Linked DNA regions of Mus musculus: region 1 is linked to region 2. Evidence: chromatin contacts called from public HiChIP or PLAC-seq data. All regions are on one chromosome and are shown on one strand. The core of a region is the stretch at or near the end of the contact, and the rest is flanking DNA. Distances in the headings are between cores, read along the strand shown. Region 1 has its middle 150 kb from the start of Mylk4. Region 2 has its middle 36 kb from the start of Gm40876.

What was found. HiChIP or PLAC-seq counts read pairs in DNA pulled down with a chosen protein or histone mark.
Region 1: a contact with region 2 is called in a CTCF HiChIP or PLAC-seq map of the NIH/3T3 cell line, with 9 read pairs. The contact joins two enhancer-like sites. A contact is called at or near these places in 1 of 15 datasets of contacts at CTCF or cohesin (the NIH/3T3 cell line), 3 of 484 Hi-C or Micro-C datasets (the AML12 cell line, the CH12 cell line and uterus) and 2 of 115 datasets of contacts at active chromatin or transcription factors (bone marrow-derived macrophages and large pre-B cells).

Annotation. Positions count from the first base shown.
Region 1 is chr13:32,627,858-32,633,156 of GRCm38.p6, reverse strand. No RefSeq gene overlaps it. Among named protein-coding and RNA genes, the nearest start is that of Mylk4, 150 kb to the left of the region's middle. Within about 2 kb of position 2,651, at least 26 of the 459 cell types and tissues checked have an H3K27ac peak or open chromatin away from gene starts, as enhancers often do. A contact at or near this core is called in the NIH/3T3 cell line, where this site is marked.
Region 2 is chr13:32,427,107-32,432,319 of GRCm38.p6, reverse strand. No RefSeq gene overlaps it. Among named protein-coding and RNA genes, the nearest start is that of Gm40876, 36 kb to the left of the region's middle. Within about 2 kb of position 3,654, at least 55 of the 459 cell types and tissues checked have an H3K27ac peak or open chromatin away from gene starts, as enhancers often do. A contact at or near this core is called in the NIH/3T3 cell line, where this site is marked.

The sequences.
Region 1 (5,299 bases), core at 1,402-3,901, 200 kb before region 2:
ACTACTCAGCTATTAAAGACAATGACTTCATGAAATTCTTAGGCAAATGGATGGAACTAGAAAATATCATCTTGAGTGAGTTAACCCAATCACAAAAGAACACACATGTTATGCACTCACTGATAAATGGATATTAGCCCAAAAGCTTGGAATAACTAAGATAAAATTCACAGACCACATGAAGCTCAAGAAAAAGGAAGACCAAAGTGTGGGTCCTTCGGTTTTTCTTAGAAGGGGGAACAAAATACTCATGGGAGGAAATATGGAGAGAAAATGTGGAGCAGAAACTTAAGGAAAGGCCATCCAGAGGCTGCCCCACCTCAGGATCAATCCCATATATAGTCACCAAACCCAGACACTATTGTGGATGCCAAGAAGTGCTTGCTGATAGGAGCTTGATATAGCTGTCTCCTGAGAGGCTCTGCCAGAGACTTACAAATACAGAGACAGATGCTCGCAGCCAACCATTGGACTGGGCACAGGGTCCCCATGGAGGAGTTGGAGAAAGGAATGAAGGAGCTGAAGGGGTTTGCAACCTGTATTAGTCAGGGTTTCTATTCCTGCACAAAACATCATGACCAAGAAGCAAGTTGGGGAGGAAAGGGTTTATTCAGCTTACACTTCCCACATTGCTGTTCATCACCAAGGAGGTCAGGACTGGAACTCAAGCAGGTCAGGATACAGGAGCTGATGCAGAAGCCATGGAGGGATGTTTCTCACTAGCTTGCTTCCTCTACCTTGCTCAGCTTGCTTTCTTATAGAACCCAAGACTATAAACCCAGGGATGGCACCACCCACAATAGGACCTCCCCCCTTGATCACTAACTGAGAAAATGCCTTACAGCTGGATCTCATGAAGGCATTTCCTCAACTGAAGCCCCTTTCTCTGTGATAACTCCATCTTGTGTCAAGTTGACATGCAAAACCAGCCAGTGCACAACCCTATAGAAAGAACAACAATATCAACCAACCAGATACACCCCCCCCCCACACACACAGAGCTCCCAGGGACTAAACTACCAATCAAAAGTACATGAGGAGGGACCCAGGGCTCCAGCCACATTTGTAACAGAGAATGGCCTTGTCAGGCACCAATGGGAGGAGAGGCCTTTGGTCCTGTGAAGGCTCAATGCTCCACTATAGGGGAATGCCACGGTGGGGAGGCAGGAGTGGGTGGGTGAGTGGGTGGGTGGGTGTGGGAACACCCTCATAGAAGCAGAAGGAGGAGATAGGGGGTTTCCAGGAAAGGGGACCAGAAAAGGGGATAACATTTGAAATGTAAATAAAGAAAATATCCATTTTTTTAAAAGTAGGTACCAGCCAAAATAAGACACAATAGAAAGATATCTCTATTTATTTTTCCTTCAAGAACATAAAATTTAGTGGGGTAGACAAGATGGCCACATTAAAGAAATCAAATAAGAACTAAAAATTAAAATGAAAGAATAAGAAAAATTATAACACTAGTGATGAGTATTTGTTGAACATTAACAGCTAGTTGCCAGACACTGTCTTGAGCACATTGTGTATAAGAGTCAAGAAATACTTCTTTTTTTTTTTTTTTAAGTTAAGAACTTCGTAGGTTAGATGGTGAAGGCTCTGAAATTGTAAATAATTTTACCCAAATTGCACAGTCCCTGCGGATTGATAGCAGCTGGTTCTGGGATCCGAGCTTGTAAATGCAGCCAGCTTGTGGCTGTAGTTTTGATAGGTACAGGGGAGAATAACTAATAATGGCCTATCCAGGCTGTGAAAAATAATCAGAAAGCAGAGATACCAAGTCAGGGCATTTCTGGACACAGGAGAAAGATAGGGCATACAAGTTATGAAGAGGAGCACATGCCAGGAACAAGTTCATAGGGTCTAGGCACAGGAACTTGCCAAGGCAGATTGCAGGACCCAAGTTCTCTGGCTTATCAAAGACTAGGGTCCCACAGACCTGGGCAGGTACAGTTCTGGATGCGATTGGTGCCTACGCGTGAATATGAGAAATCTCCCAGTTTACTACATTTTTTTTTCTTTCTGAAATTCCTTTTCTTTTACACCAACTTTATTTTTAGTCATGTTTCTGAGCAATAGCTTTGAGATCATGACTCAGAAGTCAAAAGAGACATCAGGGGATTGATGATCACCAAGAGGACTAGACACAGATTCAACTGGAAGAAGGGGAAAAGTCAAAGGCTTTGCCCCGAGTGTCTGGAAGTATGGTCCTGCTGGCAGAATTAGGGGGGAAAAAAGACAATTTGGAGGAAGATGATCTCATTCTTAAATAATTTAAGTCTATGGGACACCAAGAAAGTCAGGGGGAACCATCCAGACAAGCTGGTGATACGGTGAGCGGTTAATACTGAAGACATAGATGTGTTATTTTCTTCCTATTTCCAAGAAGCTCTGTACTAGCCCTCCTACACTCTCTCACTTTATGTATAGCTACCAGATTTTTCTAGAAACTTCCAGACACTTGTAGTCTTGCCTCTACATCTTTCTCCATCAGAAGCCTGGCAACATTTCCCCTCCTGGGAGATCAGTCCTGATTCCTGGCCAAACCATCTATCTCCTCAGCAGCCACAGACTCCCTTGGTGCTCTGGGAGTATGGCTCATTATCAGTGGTCTGCTGAAACCCTGATATCTTCATAGAGTGAACTCTGACTTCAGTGAGTCTGTGATGATGCACTATCCCAGCAGGGCTGACTGCCAAAATCAGGGCAGACACATACAGCAACAGTTTTCCTTCACAGATAATATCATGTGTGTGCTGACTGGAAATGTGTATCCTGTCAGGACCAGTGAACTCACTTTGAAAACACAGCCACAATGTGTGACTATGGAGGCCTGTGCTAGCCAGAGGTTAGGACCCAGGCCCAGTGGCAATGGGAGCTGCAAATGCACTGACTGAAATATGGACCCTGTCAGCAACACTTCATCCCCTCAGCCTGCATTCCTTTGAGGCCAGGAAGACTCCATGAAAGTCTTTTAGTGCTGAGACTATACTTCCTCTGTTCCAGAGTCTTCTACCAACCTCTCCAGTGCTGGGAAGGCTTGGATTACAGCTCTGGACGTGGCTTAGGAAAATATGGTGTTTAATAAAAAATTCTGAGAGCCAATTGTTTTCAGCTAGGTTCCTGCACCGGACCCAGCAGGCAAGAACTAACCAAAATGGAGTCTCTCTTGTTAAATGCCATGTAACTGAACTGTAATGTAAAGGAAGCAGATGGATCTGTTTTAACTCAGTGAAAAAGTAGCCCCAAATAACCTGGTGTTATGCACTAGCAGGCTCTTTCTAGTGTCTGTTTGCAAATCTCCAATCACAAAAGCCATTATTTGGCCTTTGCACTCGGACGTTTGCCAATTGTTTTTGTTTGTTTGTTTGTTTGTTTTTTGTTTGTTTGTTTTAAATAGAAGCATCCATGATTCATAAGTATAAAATTAAAACAACAACTAGGTTTACAAAATAAGTTTGTTATGAGTTGTTGCTTTTTGGTATTTGTTTGTTTGTTTGTTACTTTTGACAATGTATAGGTGGTGTGAGGCAACCTGGAGTTGGAGATGAAGGGGAAATAACCCTTTGGGTAGACTCATGGAGGCAACATGGTTCTCAAAGTAACATGTCTCTAAGCACCAGGGCCTCTGAGGCTCTGGAAGCACATCCAGAGGTCATCTGCTGCAGATCTCTCTGTCCTCATCCAGAACGCATTTCAAACACAGAAAAGGTTTGTGTCCTGTCTTAAGGAGAGCAAAAGAGAGTTAGGCCTTCTCTGGAGTCATTTTTCTACCCCTTTTATAAATCCCTTTATAAGAATATGGAATTGGGGCTAATTATCTCCTATAGGCAGTAGTTCATTGATGAAGTAGCCATGCCTATCTCCTCTCTTCACAATTCTGTGCCTGCTCCCTGCCAGGCTAATTATAAATGGCAAATACTCTTCATTATAAATTCTTATTAAGCCTTATTTCAGAAGGTGATCCAAGAATAGCCGATGACTTCTCTTCAAGAGGCAGCTCTGGCTTTAAGCAAGCAAAAATGTGTTGTTCACATGAACCTCCCCATTGCTTCTCTTCTTGCCTGTCACAATATTAAAGAGGTGATCTTCAAAGCTCAAGATCTCAAATTACATAATTCCTTTAACAAAATGGGCCTTTAGTGAGCCTTAATCAAAGCAGACTGCACACTTGATAATGTTCAGAGCTGGCCATGGTAGTGGAGGTCTTTGAAATCTAATAAACTGCACATTGGAACTTTCTAGAAACTTGCTAGGCAATGTGAATAAAAAAAATTAAGTAGTACATCCATTGTAACCTTGTAAGAATCTATCCTGAATTCCTTCCACTTGCTCACTAGCCTCCCCACCCTCATTGAAGAACCATGCTTTACAAGGTCATGATGTCCTCTGTCTTTTGCAACCTGCCTGTGGCTTTCCCCAGTCTACGAAGAGTCCATTATTGACCTGTTAGATCCTGCTAGAATCAACTTGTTATCTTCTACATCAAACCAATTACAGCCCATTAGACTAAACCAATGACCTTCCAGAATCAATCAGGGATGAACTACTCAGGGATGAAGACTCAACCAGTGATGATCTTCTAGACTCAACCACTGGCCAACTAAATACAACCAGTGACCCACCAGTATCAAATATTGGCACAGTAAAATTGACTGCTGATCAGGAGACTTTTGATGATGTGGCATTAACAGTTGGTTTAGAGGTTGGCATGAATAGAAATTCAATCACTGACCTTGACCAGACCACAAACCTGACATCAAACACAGATGTGAACCAGGAAATCACACAGACACCTGTGTCCTTTACTGACTTTGAGACTGTCATGTAACTCCAGCCTTTTCCACCTGCACCCCAGTTCCCCAAATAATGATCCAAGATTTATTATTTATGAATAAATTCCTAGGCCACAAGCTTTATCTAATTCTCAACTACCCTACAACTTAATTATCCTATTTATTCTATTCTATGAGTGCCACATGGCTGGTTATGCCTCTTCAGAATCATGTGTGTCTCTCTCTCTCCTCAGAGGTGGAGCAAATCTCTTCCCCTGCCTGAGTCTCTCCCAGAGTTCCTCTCTCTCTACTGGAACTCCCACCTCTTATTCCCCGTGTTAGCTTAATAGGCCACCAGCATATTATTGACAGGTAATACTTTCCATACACTATGCAAGAGATTCTCTCTACAGTCACCTCCAACTTTCTGGAAGAAGCCAGTGAGATCAGAGATGGTTCCAATACATTCCAGACAGAGGGATTCATGAGCAAAGATCTTGGCCAAACTGGCACCTCTAACAAAA
Region 2 (5,213 bases), core at 2,405-4,904:
TCACTCCATCCCTCCCCAGCTCACTCCATCCCTCCTAGCTCACTCCATCCCTCCCCAGCTCACTCCATCCCTCCCCAGCTCACTCCATCCCTCCCCAGATCACTCCATCCTTCCTCAGCTTGGTACCTGAGACCTGCATTGTTCTATCCTCATGCTCTTAATTTCTTGGTTAAAAGCTTGTAACATGAAGATGCCTTTTGTTTTGTGAAGTGAATATTTAAGTCACCATGACATCTTGCTGCCCTGTAGGCTATTCTGTTGTTTGTTTGTTTGTTTCTGAAAACCACTCCCAAATGTGTAGGTGGAGCTGAGAGTTATATTAAATTCTAACACTGAAGTGAAGGATCCAGTTAAACCAAAGTCAATAAAAAGGGACAGCCAAGGTCTGACCATAAAACCTTTCACCCAATTGGCATATGCAGATGAACACTGGACTAAAAAAGGCAGTGTTAGCATGGGGGATGCTAGGACTCTCACACACAGGCCAGCAGAGTGAACAAATGGAGTTCCTGTGCACCTCTTCCAGGCTGTATTCTGAGAATTCTTAACATAAATAACTTTGAGAAGGTTACTGAAGTAGCTTTATCATCTGTATTAGTGTATCAGCTGGGGTTCTCTAAAGAAACAGAACTGATTGAATGAACAAACACACATACACGATTTATTAGAGCACTGGTTTCTCAGCCTCCCTAATTCTGCAACCCTTGAAAACAGTTCCTCCTGTTGTAGTGACCCCCAACCATAAAATTATTTCATTGCTATTTCATAACTCTAATTTTGCTGCTGTTATGAATCATAATGGAAATATCTGATATATAGGATACCTGATATCCAAGGGGGTTATGACCCACAGGTTGAGAACCACTGAATCAGCGTGTCTTACAAACTATAGCCCTGGTAGTCTAATAATGGTTGTTGCCAAACAGGAAAGCCAAGAATCCAGTAGTTGACCAGTCCAAGAGATTGCATGGCTCAGCAATCCCAGTTTGGGGGTAGATTCTCTGGGGATTCCTAGAGAGCTACTGATTGGAACCTTGAAAGAATAAGTTCTAATCCCAGCAAAGGAATGTCCCAGCAATGTCAGAGATGAATTTGCCAGTGCTAGTGAGGGACAGCAGGCAAGAAGCAAAAGCTTCCTTCTTGCAAGTCCTTTTATATGGGCTTCCACAAGCAGGTATGGCCCAGATTTTAGATGGGTCTCCCTGCCTCAAATAATCCAACCAAGAAAATCCCACAGACCATGCTGAGATGCTTGCCTTCTAAGTCTATCTAGTAGTCACGTTGAAAACCAAGATTAAAAACTACTCCTACTACAGAGATTGACTGGAGAAATTTAATAAAATTGCATGTTTATTGTTTATTTGTTTTTATTCATCATAATCATTGCCAATGTGTAATGAGTCCGATAATTTCTGCAGAAGCGCATTCAACACAGATCGCTTATATCTCCTCTTCTTCCCTGTATCACGGTAGCAGCCAGCCTCAAGGGCTGACAAAGATTTATGGTTTAGAAAACTGTTAGTTGGTTTGCATGTATCTATAAAAATCCACTAGAATTCAGGAAGGCCCTGACAGAGTCCTTTGTCATGACTCTGCCCATCTTTAATCACCTCGACAAGTTCACTAGCTTCTCTTAACCATGCCTTCTCCAAGTCTAACATAGAGTAGGTGCAATATACATTGCAAAAATAGTGGACAATGTTGCTTAGATACCTCATTTCATACGACCATCCAGAAAAGTGTTAAGGGAATCGGTTGGTGCAGACCTGTTAAGAACAATATCTTCTCCATAAGAACATTACGCAGGGACAGCTGTAGTATCAGATTATTAAGATCAGTAGTGGAAAAAATAGATCTGAGGTCCAGCTTGAGAAGTGCTACCTAAATTGATCTATTTTAATACAGAGTAACAACCTTGAAAAGACCCATAGTAACTATGATGGTTAGAATAGGTATGGCCCCATAGACTCCTGTATTTGAATGCTTGGCCCATATGGAGTGGCACTATTAGGAGGTGTGGCCTTGTTGGAGTAGGTGTGACTGTGTTGGAGGAAGTATGTCACTGTGGGGGTGAGCTTTAAGGTCTCCTCTGCTCAAGCTCTGCACAGTGTGGCACATGGATTCCTTCTGTTGCCTGTGGATCAAGATATAGAACTCTTACCTCCTTCCCCAGCACCATGTCTGCCCGCATACTGCCATGCTTCCTGCCATGGTGATAATGGACTAAACCTCTGAAACTGTAAGCCACTCTCAATTAAATATTTTCCTTTATAAAAGTTGCCTATGGTCATATTGTCTCTTCACAGCAATGAAACACAAAACAAGACAGTAACTTACCTGTTTAGTAGTTGTTTTATGGTTTAGACGTGAAATGTTACCCGCAGGCTCCTGTGTTTGAGTACTTCATGATTAGTTAGTTGATGGTGCTGGTTTTGGGACATTGCAGACCCTTTTGCTTCTGGGCCTGTGTGGCATAAATACATCTGTTAGGGTTATACTTGGGGGTTGTAAGCCAGCTCTGCCTCTGGCCTAAATTCTTGCTTACTGATTCAAGCTCATGTTCCTACTGTCACAGACAGGCCTTCCCTACCATGGTGAACTGACTGTGTGTCCTTTTAAACCCTGAACCAGAATACATTTCTCCCTTAAGTTGTTTCTTACCAGGTATTTGGCAGAGCAACAACAACAACAACAACAAAAAAAGGGTAACAAATTCAGACCTTCGTTCAGAATTGATGATTTTGTCCTTTTCATTACACCACAGATGTGTAGTAGAACACACATTGTACTTTAGAAACATACGTGCTTATTATGTGTTTGTTAAAAAAGAGAATAGCCAGGTACTTATACTTCCAGCTGCTTATCAGGCTGAGGCAGGGCATTCACTTGAGCTCTGGAGTTTGATAGCAGCCTGGAGTATATAGGATAACACTGTCACAAGACCAAACAAGGGGGTTGGTAGTTAAAGACAGACAGACAGACAGACAGACAGACAGACAGACAGACAGAAACAGACAGACAGAAAGACAGAGAGAATTTCTGGTCTCATTTCCCCAAGACTGAAAGTTATCCATATGTAAATTGTGAAACACAATGAGAAGCTCTCTTGACCAAGCAAAGCCTTCCTGACACCTTGGAAAGCCCTGTGCCAGCATCCGTCTTCTCCATGTGACAGAGTGACCTGGAGGCAGGAGAAGATTCACCTAGTCAGTGCACTCAAAGTACTCAGATCAGTACCAGGCCCAGAGTAAGTGCTCAATAAATATGCATATGGTCACTGGGTTGTTGTTGTTGTTGTTGTTGTTGTTGTTGTTGTTGCTAATTGCTAAGGTTAACCATTTGAGGCTTCTTTGAAACACTGACTAGGGTATGTGTTCAGAACAACTCTTCTTGGTGGCAAATATTTTTTGAATTAACAAATGAACTGGCTGCCCCTGGGGCATGCTATTTTTACTGTTTTTAAAAATGGCCTTGCACACTGTTCTGTGGGTGGGTGGGCAGCTGTTTACAATTACAGCCATACATGTGGTCTTCAGGTACGCCAAGGTTGGGGAGTCTGGCTTCAAGCAGTTCACTGCTGCATCCTGCTACAGGCCAAACCACACCAAATGGAAATGTACTAAAAGAGATGGGCAGAGTGAAGGGCTCTCTGAAAAACAGAAAAGTGAGTCATGCTCATAAAATACTGTTGCCATGGAAACTCTTTACACACACTGGCCCTTGGGGTGGGGAAAGATTTCCGTGAACTAGTTTTTGGCCTTTGTCAAAAAGGTCGGTATTCTCACAATGGCTTCTCACTTCTTTACTGGTTGGACCAGAAGACTATTTGGTGGTGAAAGACCTTCTCCATTCAGAGGTTGCATGAAGAAACCCTCCTTGTTTGACAGTTGTAAACTCTAAAGCCTGTGTCTAGCAGTCCGGTGGCCAGCAGCTATTGCTGAATGTAAGGGGTGGTTTAGATTTCCATTTTCTTTATTTTAGGATCATGAGGCATATGAATTACACAAAAGATTTCAGGCATTCTTCTTGTCAGTGCAAAGGTCTCCAGGGCCTGAAACCTGGCTGTCCCCGTGTGTGTGTGTGTATGTGTGTGTGTGTGTGTGTGTGTGTGTGTGTGTGTTGTATGTATGGATTGGGTATTTGGGGTATTATATTGTGGCTTGTGATGCATGTGGCTGGATGTGTGTGCTGAGGGATAGGAGTGTTGGGTATATGTGGCATGACATGTATGTATATTGGTTGTATATGAGTTGAGTTTATCTGTTTTCAGAGTGTATTGCTTGGCTTATAGTGAGAATGAAGAGCTGTGTGTGTGTGTGTGTGTGTGTGTGTGTGTGTGTGTGTGTCCAAGATCCTAGCTAGATAGGAAGGATTGCTATCCCCAACCAGCAAATCCTTCTATTTCCTTCTACAATCACTGTCTGAGTCAAAATGTTACACTTATACACACCTAAGAGAAGGCCAGCCACCCAGCTAATGGCCCATATCTGAAGGACAATAATGTACATATGTCAACTGGATGTTGCCAACTATGGTGCCTGAGCTTTCCATGACTGTGACTGTAACATTCATGTTTCTACTACTTCTTTCCATCTTGTTCATGTTCATCACCTAAGGACCCAGGAGAAAATGTTCAGAAAAGGAGGCGAGTGTTAGGGTTTGGATCTGCAATGTCCTCTCTGAGCTTCTGTTCATCTTTTTCTAGAAAGAGGTGTTGTTTTGGGAGAGTGGGGCCTTTTGGAAGCTGGGCTTATGTGTGAGACTTTAAAAGTTTATAACTTAGCCAGACTCCAGCCGCTCTCTTTCCCCCATAATGTGAATAGATGCAGTTCCATGCTCCCATGCCTGCTGTTCCCAAACCCTGAACTCCACTATGTTCTCCCCACCATGATGGGCTGAATACGCTGACGTCAAACCTCCCTACCTGACGTCTTTCCTGACAGGTACTTTTGTCGCCATGATGTAAGGGGAACCCCTCAAGGAAAGGAGGGATATCAGGTAGAAAGGGAAGCAGCGATGAGGCAGGAGACAGGGGCGAGGAGAGGGCTAAGCAGGCATTTCTTGGCTGCCATTATGCATCTGGCACGTGCTGCCAAGGACCCACACCCTCCACCCTCCCGGAAACAGAGAACAATTGCCCGAGTGTACCTCAGGATACGTGAATGAACGGTTCCAGAACTGTCACCGCCCCCTCACTCACACGTTCTCACCTG